Linked DNA regions of Sus scrofa: region 1 is linked to region 2. A link is a contact called in public HiChIP or PLAC-seq data. All regions are on one chromosome and are shown on one strand. The core of a region is the stretch at or near the end of the contact, and the rest is flanking DNA. Distances in the headings are between cores, read along the strand shown.

Region 1 (5,075 bases), core at 394-2,893, 340 kb before region 2:
CCTCTTAAGTCACTGGTTGAGGAACTGAATCTTTCCACATGGAACAAAAACGCCACATGCCACAGCCATGGTACATCCTAATCAACCCTGAGATGTTGAAATAAGGCTCTAATAGTACTAAAGTGGTGACATTTTACAATTATATGCTTTAAAAATGGAAATCAGAGATTTCATATTTTCCTTACAGGAATATTCCAGAAAAGGGGGTTGTGGTTATAAGGATCTTTTTAGAAAAAAAGGTGAAGCCCTGCTGACATATCACACTTATTTGTGACTGCACAAAATAAGGCAAAGATTATTTTCTGATGGTTTGGAAAGCCGATTTGGATCATTGGAGTATACAACGCGCCTGCTTTTCTAGAGTGGCTCTTAGGATGGCCGTGATTTCCAAATAATGAGGAAAACCACAGTTTTGAATGGACTGCATGAGCATACGTGTGCTTTTAAGGAGATTGAGGTTGGATTATATTTCCTAGAGATGCACGACTTAATATAATCATAATCAATAGCACTGTCATCCCTAAGCGCCTGTGATTTGCGCTGTAACTGAAGGCAGCGCCACTGACCCTAGCAATGACCTGTGCCAGGTTCTCAGTGTGAAAAGACCCTCGGAGCAGGATGGGCATGTTTCTCCTTTGTAGCTGCAGACAGGCTGCGTTGTCTGGCTGCTAGCTGTGCTTCCCCTCGTGGGAGAAAGAGTAGGTAGTTATGATAATTCTGGAGGCATTAGCACCAGATGATGAATTTGCTGAAGCAAACCAAGACCTTCCTGAACATAATCATCATAGATTCCAGATCAGCTTTGGAATTTGTGTTCTTCATCCTTTTATGAATCTTTATTTTCTTGCACCTCTCAAGTGGTTCTGTAGAATTCTAGTAATGCCTCCTATTTTGTGAAAGACATTAGTCCTGAAGGCCTGGTTTGGTTTGTCAGTTCCTTAGAAAGTGGGCCTGCATGTCAAGGTGATTTGGGGATTGCTTCCTTTCCCAATGGATTTAGTTTCCCCATCTCAAAATGTCCTTTGCCTTCGGACTTTGAATGTGTATAAGGCTTCTCATCCCTGAAAAAGCAAATCCTAACAAGTTTTAACACCGACCGCCGAACGTTGTACTGTTGCAGTTTCACACAGGATATTGTAGAATCCTTAAAATGTTCAAAATACTTTAACACATGAAAAACAGGTTGTGAAAGATCCTGTAGAGTGTGATCCCAATTTTGTTTAAAACATGCACATAAAAGACTGAAAGGTCTATGATAAATGTTAGCTTTGATCATTTCTGGGCTGTGGATTTGTGGCTGATTTTTATTCTTTGCGTCTCTGTATGTTCTAAGTTTCCTCTAGTGAGTTTCTTGCTCCCGTGAGGATGGGTCGGGCTGGGATGGCTGCACTTGTGCTGAGAGAGAAAACATCCCGGTGCACCCACCCCGGCAGAGTCACTGAGTATGTGAACGCAGGGTGGGGCATTCAGTAGAGTTCAGTTCGGCCCAAAGCTGCTTGTTTATCACATTGTCCAGAGAGACTTCAAGTCTTCAACTCCAGCTTTAGAGGACTGACTTAGCTGAGAGCCTAAAGGCCAGCTCTCTGTGAATTGGAAGGAGTCTCTTTCTCAAGAGAAGTTACTGCCATCTGCTGGAGAAGTCTTGTGATAATTACACAACTCTGAAGACTGAGGCACAGCCTGGGTTTGTGCAGTGCACAATCCTGGGCACAGTCCTGGGTGGGCTCACCTCCATCCTATGGACCAAAGCCCTGGTATAGATCAGGAAATCTCTATTTTTATATTATTTTTTGTCTTACATTAAAACTTTTTTTTATTTTGGAAAATTTCAAAAATACACAAAAGTAGAGTCATGGACTAAATCTTCATATGACCAACTCCAGTTTCAATAATGAGTCACATTCTGTGCCATTCTTTTCCTCCAGCCTGCCACAGTATTTTTTTTTTTTTTTTTTTTTTTTAGGGCTGCACTCTCAGCATATGGAGGTTCTCAGACTAGGGGTCTAATCAGAGCTGTAGCCACCAGCCTATGCCAGGGCCACAGTAATGCCAGATCCAAGCTGTGTCTGTGACCTACACCACAGCTCACGGCAATGCCGGATCCTTAACCCTCTGAGTGAGGCCAGGGATTGAACCCTCAACCTCATGGTTCCTAGTTGGATTTGTTTCTGCTGTGCCATGACGGGAACTCCCACAGTATTTTTGCAAGAGTATTTTAAAACAAATCTCAGACCTTATATCCTTTCTCCTGTGTGTCTAAGTACGTGTCTAATGACATAAGGAACTTCTGAAAGTATCATCAGAAGATATTTTCTTAAAGTTCCAGATGATCCTGACAACCAGCCCAGTTTTTAGAATAGGCATTCAGAAAGTAGGGCAGCAAAGGCAAGGGGAAGATCAGTCACAGACTCCAGGGAGGATGTTGAGTTTGTGCTGGTAGGTTCAGGGTGTTTTCTAAGCAAAGTGGAGAGCCATCAGGGGTCTGAGCAGGGCCGTGGGTAATGAGAGTGCTTTCCCTCCCTCCCACTCAGGAGGGGATCCGTGCATCTTCCTTCTACTTTGGGATGCTGGCTCCCCCCTCTCACTGGTAGTAGATTCCAGAGCGTTGGCATCTGCTCACCAGCCTAACAAACCTGCCCTCCTCTGTCTGCTCCATCATCTGTCATTCAAGGCTGCAGAAGACGACCAGAGAGGAACAACCTGCAGTCCGACTCGACAGACCCAAATCAAACCCTGAGTCCTAATTAACCACCACACGGGACTCCAGACTCCCTAATCTCCTGTAGGTTGGGTGCAGGCACTCACAGATGGAAAACTGTGACACAGCCCAAGGGAGATGTAGTCCAAGGAGTAGGTAGAACTTGCCTGAGGACTACGTTGCCCAGCTTCTCTCTCTCTCTCTCTCTCTCTCTCTCTCTCTCTCAGGTGGCACCTTCTTTGGGCATTTATCCTAAATGTTCTCTATTCCCTATGGCAATCTAGCATCTCATACATGTGGTTTCAAGCCACTTTTCTGGCTTGTCAAGTGGATGCAAATAAAATTTTTAGATGCTGCTGTCTTTAGCCAAAACCTAGCCTCCTTCACACCGGGGTTGAAATCCCTCCTATACTGGTGCTCAGAGCCAAGCGCATCCCGTTGGCTCTGCCCCTTTTTCTCGCTCAGGAAGCAAAACTGCTGCTTCCTCGTCCAGGCTCTTCTCTGCTTTCCATGCTCTGTCAGCATGTCTGTGGTTGCGGATAAGAATGTAACAGGATTGAAAATCATCCCCTAAATAAAGACCAGAGTCAGGTAACAAAGATCTTATCTATCCTCCTTAATAGATCTGGGAGGATTATATATGTGAAGGTCATTCAATTCAAAGACATGCTAAACGCTTAGCAGCCTCACGCTGTAGCTCTTTTACCACTTGCTGTCTCTCTCTGCAAAAACCACAGAGCCCCCCAGAGGCAGGCCTTCCCCTGGGAGTGTTTAAAAGAAGTGGCTGGGATTTGCCTCGGCCTCACCTCTTACCTGTCGGTCAGTGCAGCCACGTTAACTGTGTCTTAGCCAATTAGGACTGTCCTTCTACCTACTCTTCAAGGCCAGGGCCACGGGTGTTAGATGCCAGGCTGCTCAGGGATGTGAATAATGGAGGTGAGAAAGAAGAGGAGGGCGAGGAAGGCTGAGCAGAGGAGGGGAGTGGTCTCACCTGGGCGGCCAGAGGGAACCTTGGCCCCAATATCACGGGCTCTACTTTCTCATTGTGACCCTGGATCAGTTTCTTCAGACTATGTTGGTACTTGTGGTTGGAATACATAATACTGAAAACCGTACTTTTCTAAAACTATTACGGGAAAGGAGATGGGAAACGGAAATCATAAAGCTGGCGGGAAGTAGTCACATACAATGAAAATTGCCTCAGTGGCTGCTTAGAACCTGACAGAGAGCATTTCTCCCAAATGTACAGTTAAGCTCCCTGATGGCCTGGTCTGGTGCTTAAGGATCTGGCGGCGTCACTGAATGCGGAGTTATGCAGAGTGCGGTCTGAGCACCCCTGAGGTCTTTCAGTTTCATTTATTTAAAAAAAAATTTTGTTTTTAAAAGATCCCAAATCTTTCACCTGAAGTATTTTCAGAGCCATGTCTTTAGCCCCTTGTCACCGCCCGGTGATTGATTTACAGTCCTGGTGTAGTGCTCTCAGAACTGTTTCTGCTGCAGGTTGGAGGACAACTGTTCTGGTGTAAATACGCCCCAGTCCCTTGCTGTCAATTTATGTTGAATCTGAAACCCAGACATTTGGAGGGAAAGCATCAACTAAAACTTAATTTGGAGTGAAGATGAGTGTGAGGCAGCATCCTCAGAAAGCGCTTTGCCTTTTAGCTCTGAGACTGGGAGACAAAGTAGCATAAACCACATTTTGATTGTGTGTCTTTATATCTGAAAAATGTGGCACAAATTTCACAGTTCATAGGTAAAAATGGGGTTATTTCTATGATCTATAACTGTAAGTGATAAGCTTTAAAATGGAATAGATCTCTGAGGTCTTTCCTTTTTTGTCTTTTTAGGGCTGCACCTGCAGCATATGAAGTTCCAATGCTAGGGGATGCATTGAAGCTGCAGCCGCCGGCCTACACCGCAGCCACAGCAATGCGGGATTCTAGCTGTGCAACGCCGGATCCTTGGCCCACTGATCAAGGCCAGGGATCAAACCTGCGTCCTCATGGATGCTAGTCAGATTCGTTTCTGCTGAGCCACGATTGGAACTCCTCTTTGAGGTAATTCTTCAAAGAAGTGGATTTATAATTGTTGATAAAATAAAATTTGAACTTCATTTATTGTTGCCTCCAAAGTGGGTTTAGGGTATGCAGTTAAGTAACATTTCCATGGTACTGTGTGTGTCCACTTCTTTTTTTGTTGTTGTTGTTCCTGTATACACCTGAAGGTCTACTTGGTGTTTGCTGCATTATGTATTTATTTAGCATCTAATATTATGAGATCTTCCTTTTAGAGTGAACACGCATGCAATTGAGAAAGTGACGGGAATAGCGCAGGTAGACGGGAGCCTACCTCTTTGTTCTTGGCAATGATTGTAAGC
Region 2 (5,220 bases), core at 914-3,413:
ATTTCAGTGAACAATTACTGAGAATATACTGGTTGCCAGGTACTAGGCCAGGTGAGGAGGACAGAGCTGCAGCTGGAGGATAAAGACATGGAAACAAGGATCTGTAATTCAATATGACAAATTATATAACAAACCGTCTCAAGCTGGTATGAGAATGGCAGATAAAGAATAAACAGCCTCTGCATTTTTACTGTATGAGCTGTCTTATAACAATAAACCTCTAAGCCTCATTCTACTCCCAGTTCTCAAACTACTCTTATAGGCGCACTGATTTCTCACTAAATCCTGTTTTACTGATCTGGTGGTTTCAATTTTGCTGTTTCTGGATATTTTACATATTTAATAGTGCCAGCCACAGAACATGAACTAAGAAGAGGGAAGAGGTCTGTCTGGGAAAAAACTGAGTAAGATGTCACAGAGAAGGTGACATTTCTGAACTGGTTCCTGAAAGAGTAGTATGAGTCTATCAGGCTTATAAGAATCCAGGAATTTGCACACTGAAGAAGGAGAAGCGGCAAGAGGGAAGAGGGCTGGAGGGCCCGGCCCGCGTAGGGAAACACCCTCCGCTCCATATGGCCGGTCACACGATGTGGGGCATGTGAAGAGTCGAATTAATCCTGGTCCATAGCTGATGAGTTCCAGAGGGGAGCTCCATTCTGTTTCTCCAGAAGCCCAGTGAAAAGTTCTGCCCAGACCATAGCAGCCTGCCTGGAAGTGGGAGTTTGGGCTGCACCAGAAACACAGGAAGTCAAAGAGCCATTCTTAATAGATCATCTTCTTATAGAAGACTAACTCATTGTAGTTTGTTCTCAAACAATGTCATGCTGAGAATAAGGAGAGTAAAATATGATTCGTGTCATCTTCCAGATTTAATAGGCGTTTAAAAAACTTAAATTTAAATTCCATATGTGTAGTCGGGCGTTCTGAACTATAGATCGTTGTTCTTCATTTTAAAAAAATGTCTCTGCTCATTGGTACACGATGTAAACCTGGATCCGGGGTACAGGGCCCTGCACATGACATGATGCAGACGCTGTAAGCAACGGGATGGGAGAATGGAACTGTCGGCTCTTTGATATTAGGCAACTTCCTGAATACAATGGGCATAAAAAGGCACTAAGTACAGAGAGAGCATAAGATGAAGTGTTTATGCTTAGGAAATCCCTTCTTGAATCATACGTCATCAACCACAAGTTCTTGCCCGGGACACAGAATGTCTTGCCTGCTAGGAGCTCGGAGTCTGAACACAGCCTGACATCTGGAGCAAAGTGAAACATCCTATGATGAATTATAAAAAAAAAAAAAAAACTGGATTTAAAGTAAATATGCTCAAGAGAATGGTGGTTTTATTGAATCTTGAACTTTCACACCAGATGTCTAGGAAAAAGGGGTACTCCTATAGAGAAAATGCATGAATTGACATATGAGCACAGAAAGCTATTTTATATACTCTCAAAAGTCTCAAAAGTCTTTTTTTCTTTTCTTTTTTTAAAATCTTTTTGTCTTTTCTACGGCTGCACCCACAGCATATGGAGGTTCCCAGGCTAGAGGTCTAATCAGTGCTGTAGCCACTAGCCTACACCACAGCTCACAGCAACATCAAATCCTTAACCCACTGATCGAGGCCAGGGATCGAACCCGCAACCTCATGGTTTCTAGTTGGATTCATTAACCACTGAGTCAGGACAGAAACTCCCAAAGGTCTCCCTTTCAAACATCACTCTTTCATGAAAGTTATAAACAGCAGAATTGCAATGAAAAAGAAAAAAAGAACATTTTCCTCTAAGGATACAACCCTTAGGAAGGCCATCTTACCACCAGCAAAAAAGGTGTGCAGCATTGGGCAGCAAGAGTGAGCCTGGCTTGAAGTGTGTCTTTCCTGCCTTCTCAGCAATGCCTCGGTCCCTTTAGCTTAGGGTCTCCGCTTCCCTCAGACAGCGAGGCTGCAAGATCTGACCCAAGTCTTCCCAAGAGAAGTCACACCTGAAATGACCCCAGTCTTTTATATAGGATGACTATCACAGTGGTCAGGCGGAGCAGGGAGGGCCAGAGTCTGGCCGGCTGGGTGTCTGATATCAGAGAAATGGGCCTGAAGGCAGGCGGAGCAGCAGACTTCGCCAATTTATCCCTGTGCTTGGAGCTGGCACCGCCAGTCTTTGTTATAAACAAGCCCACAGTGCCCCCTGCAGGGCAGGAGAGCAGGGATTCGGGTTGATTTTGTTTTAGGTTATGCTACTGTCAAGTACTATTTTGGTAGAAACAGGGTAAGGAGATGAGAAATATGAATTGTCTCCATCTCCCAAAATAATGGGAGTTTAGCTATGCTGGCTTGAATTTGAGTTTGCAAAGCTTGTGATCAACAGAATCTGTACAGTCTAGGAATGACAGTCTCTCAAAAAAGACAGTCATGAAAAGTTTAAATGTTTGTGGAGAAAAATGTAACCCCCTTCCCTTCCCCTTGATAGACATGTTTTGCATCTTTATGACTTCTATGAATTTTAATTATGTGTACACTTAGTTTTGAATGATTATAATTATATGTATACTAAACTCCATTTAATATTTTTTCAATCATTATTTATAAATTTCAATGGCTATGTAGGCCTATTAAGTTGCTGCATAATAATCACATTTTTGTGCCTTGATGCTTTGACCAGTATTTAATCCAAATGATGTATATTAATGATTTAGTTGTTTCCCTTTGAATTTTAGGATAATAAGCATAGTGACCAGTGGCAGATGCACAAACTTTGGAAGAAGAAAGACTTGAATTCAATCCTGATATACCCACTGTTACACAATGTGTCTGTGGGAATATCAACTATCCTCTCAGCAGCTCAGATGTCTCTCCTTTATAATGGGGCTGCTAAGACTTAAATGATACAACACAAGTACAGCATCTAACCTGGGCTTGCAGTGTGGTACTAGCATAATCGAGGGCTAGCTGTTGTGCTGCAGCAAAATTTATTAACTATCAAAATTACTAAGTCGGATGCCTTCCCTGAGCCTGCACTTCTAGCCCAGCCAGTCATTCAGTAAAAATAACACATGCCCACTTGTCCCCTTCCCTCTTCTCTTTAAATAAATAAGACCTTTTTTTGATTGCTAGAATAGAAGCCAGAGTATTAAAATAAGAACGGGAAAAAGAGAAGAAGTAAATGTAAGGCAGAGCTGGAGGGATAGTTTTAGAGCATTGACATCGGAAGAGATCCTGTAGCCCAGGAAAATTGGAGAGAGGAGAAGGGGGCTTTCGCTAAGAGCCACCCTGCTAATGTTCTTCAGTGAATAAAAGCAAAGAGTGTAGTCACATTTTAAAATTTCCTTGCTTCTAAATTCGCCTTAGGATGTGGCTTTGTTCTGAAAATAAGCCATGTGGACCCCTAGACGTGTAAGAATTATGTCTCCACCACCGCCATCATCATTATGTCAGTATTTATTCATAGACTGGAGATCACAGGATGACGGGGTAAAATCATTTTCATAACTAAATGGTTTTCTGTTTAGAGGGACTGCTCAGGTTAACATTGGTTTGACTCCCTTTCAAAAGAATTGTACCAAGTTCTTCCTCTGGTCTTCTTATGTGCCCGGGGCTACCGCTCTTTGGGGTGCATTGGTCATGAAGCATCGGTCTCTAGAAACCTAAGTATAGGTCTGGGCTTGTGGGCAGTGGGACTCACGTAATCTCTGGGGAGAAGGGAGGCAACTGGAGAAGGCTGTCTTTTCTCATAAGCGGGAGTTGACAGCTGTTCTCTCCCCAGCCCTTCTGGCAGTCATACCTTCGAGGGCCAGTTCTTAATGTTTATTGCCTCAGCCACTCCGCAGTACATGTACACAACTCCAGCACAAATCACGAAAACGTCAAATCTAGATTTACCAATCCGATGAGAACAGCAGTTTCAGCCTTGAAGGGATCTATTCTTCGAAGCTCTTCAGAGGAGTCTGCTTTCTCACAGCATTTAAACAGATCTGTTATCTTCTTGACCTGAATACCTAGAGGAAAAGCTAAAAACAAGCAATATCTGTATTAGCTTAAGGTTGCAATTAAATGGAAAGCAAAATTTAGAACAACAGCAAAACCCTGATACAGATCAGTTCACAAGAGTCATATAACATTATCAGCTCTTTAAATAAATAATAGCCCCGGCCAGAGTAAATAAATGGGAAGTATCAATCTTGGCATTACGAACGGCAATAAAAATGAGGATATTCACACCTGCAAAAGGAATGGCCACTCTTGTGCCTCCTAATTAAAGAATAACATAAAATGTAAGAAATCTGGAAAAAATAAATGTTTAGGTCAATTGATACTGATAGAAGTTGTGGGGTAATTCTGTATCTTCCTACCACAGTAATAATTTACAACACAGCCACTAGAGTCAGGGTGATGTGCTGAGTAAGTTTTGTGTGATATTGGAATCTCTTTAGTAAGATATGGTGTTTCTGGAAATGTGAAGTGTCAAGGATGTCATGGAGTAGCTTTTGGCTTGTCTGTTTTGTGGGGTGGTTTTTTTGTTTTGGTTTGGTTTTTGTTTTTGTCATTTACTTATTTTAGGGCCGAACCTAAGGCGTATGGAAATTCCCAGACTAGAGACTGAATCAGAGCTGCAGCTCACAGCCTGTGCCACAGCAACGCAGGATCTGAGCCGCGCATCTACAACCTACACCTAAGTTCACAGCAACGCTGGATCCTTAACCCCTGAGGATCGGGATAGAACCTGTGTCCTCATGGATACTAGTCTGGTTCATTACTGCTGAGCCACACTGGGAACTCTACAAATTGTTTTTTTATATTCTTTTTTCTTTTTTTAATTTTTATTATAGGAGATTTACAATGTTCTGTCGGTTTCTGCTGTATACACATATACATTCTTTTTCTCACATTATCCTCCATCATGATCCATCAGGCTTCATCGCAAGTAATTCCCTGTGCTAGACAGCAGGATCTCATTGCCTCTCCACTCCAAAAGCAATACTTTGCATCTACTAACCCCAAACTCTCAGTTCTTATAGTCTTTTTCTTAATAGTCAGGTGTAAGTCCCTTGAAATTCTATTGATTTAAAAATCATATTTATTTTCATTTGGAAAGAACTTGGGAACATCTGTTACCTTCTCATTTTACAGATGAGGAACCTGATGGGGTGAGGAGCTACTGACACGCCAGTTAACAGAAATTCACCGTCCGGCTTCTGAGGAAGAAGGATCACAGGTAAAATTTTTGA

The links. HiChIP or PLAC-seq counts read pairs in DNA pulled down with a chosen protein or histone mark.
Region 1: a contact with region 2 is called in an H3K27ac HiChIP or PLAC-seq map of alveolar macrophages. The contact joins two enhancer-like sites. A contact is called at or near these places in 21 of 47 Hi-C or Micro-C datasets (adipocytes, adipose tissue, alveolar macrophages and 13 more) and 2 of 2 datasets of contacts at active chromatin or transcription factors (alveolar macrophages and skeletal muscle).

What each region holds. Positions count from the first base shown.
Region 1 is chr11:12,708,294-12,713,368 of Sscrofa11.1, reverse strand. All of the region lies in intron 3 of SMAD9 (SMAD family member 9), which reads left to right. Among named protein-coding and RNA genes, the nearest start is that of SMAD9, 17 kb to the left of the region's middle. Within about 2 kb of position 1,643, at least 7 of the 83 cell types and tissues checked have an H3K27ac peak or open chromatin away from gene starts, as enhancers often do. A contact at or near this core is called in alveolar macrophages, where this site is marked.
Region 2 is chr11:12,365,329-12,370,548 of Sscrofa11.1, reverse strand. No RefSeq gene overlaps it. Among named protein-coding and RNA genes, the nearest start is that of SPG20, 22 kb to the right of the region's middle. Within about 2 kb of position 2,163, at least 4 of the 83 cell types and tissues checked have an H3K27ac peak or open chromatin away from gene starts, as enhancers often do. A contact at or near this core is called in alveolar macrophages, where this site is marked.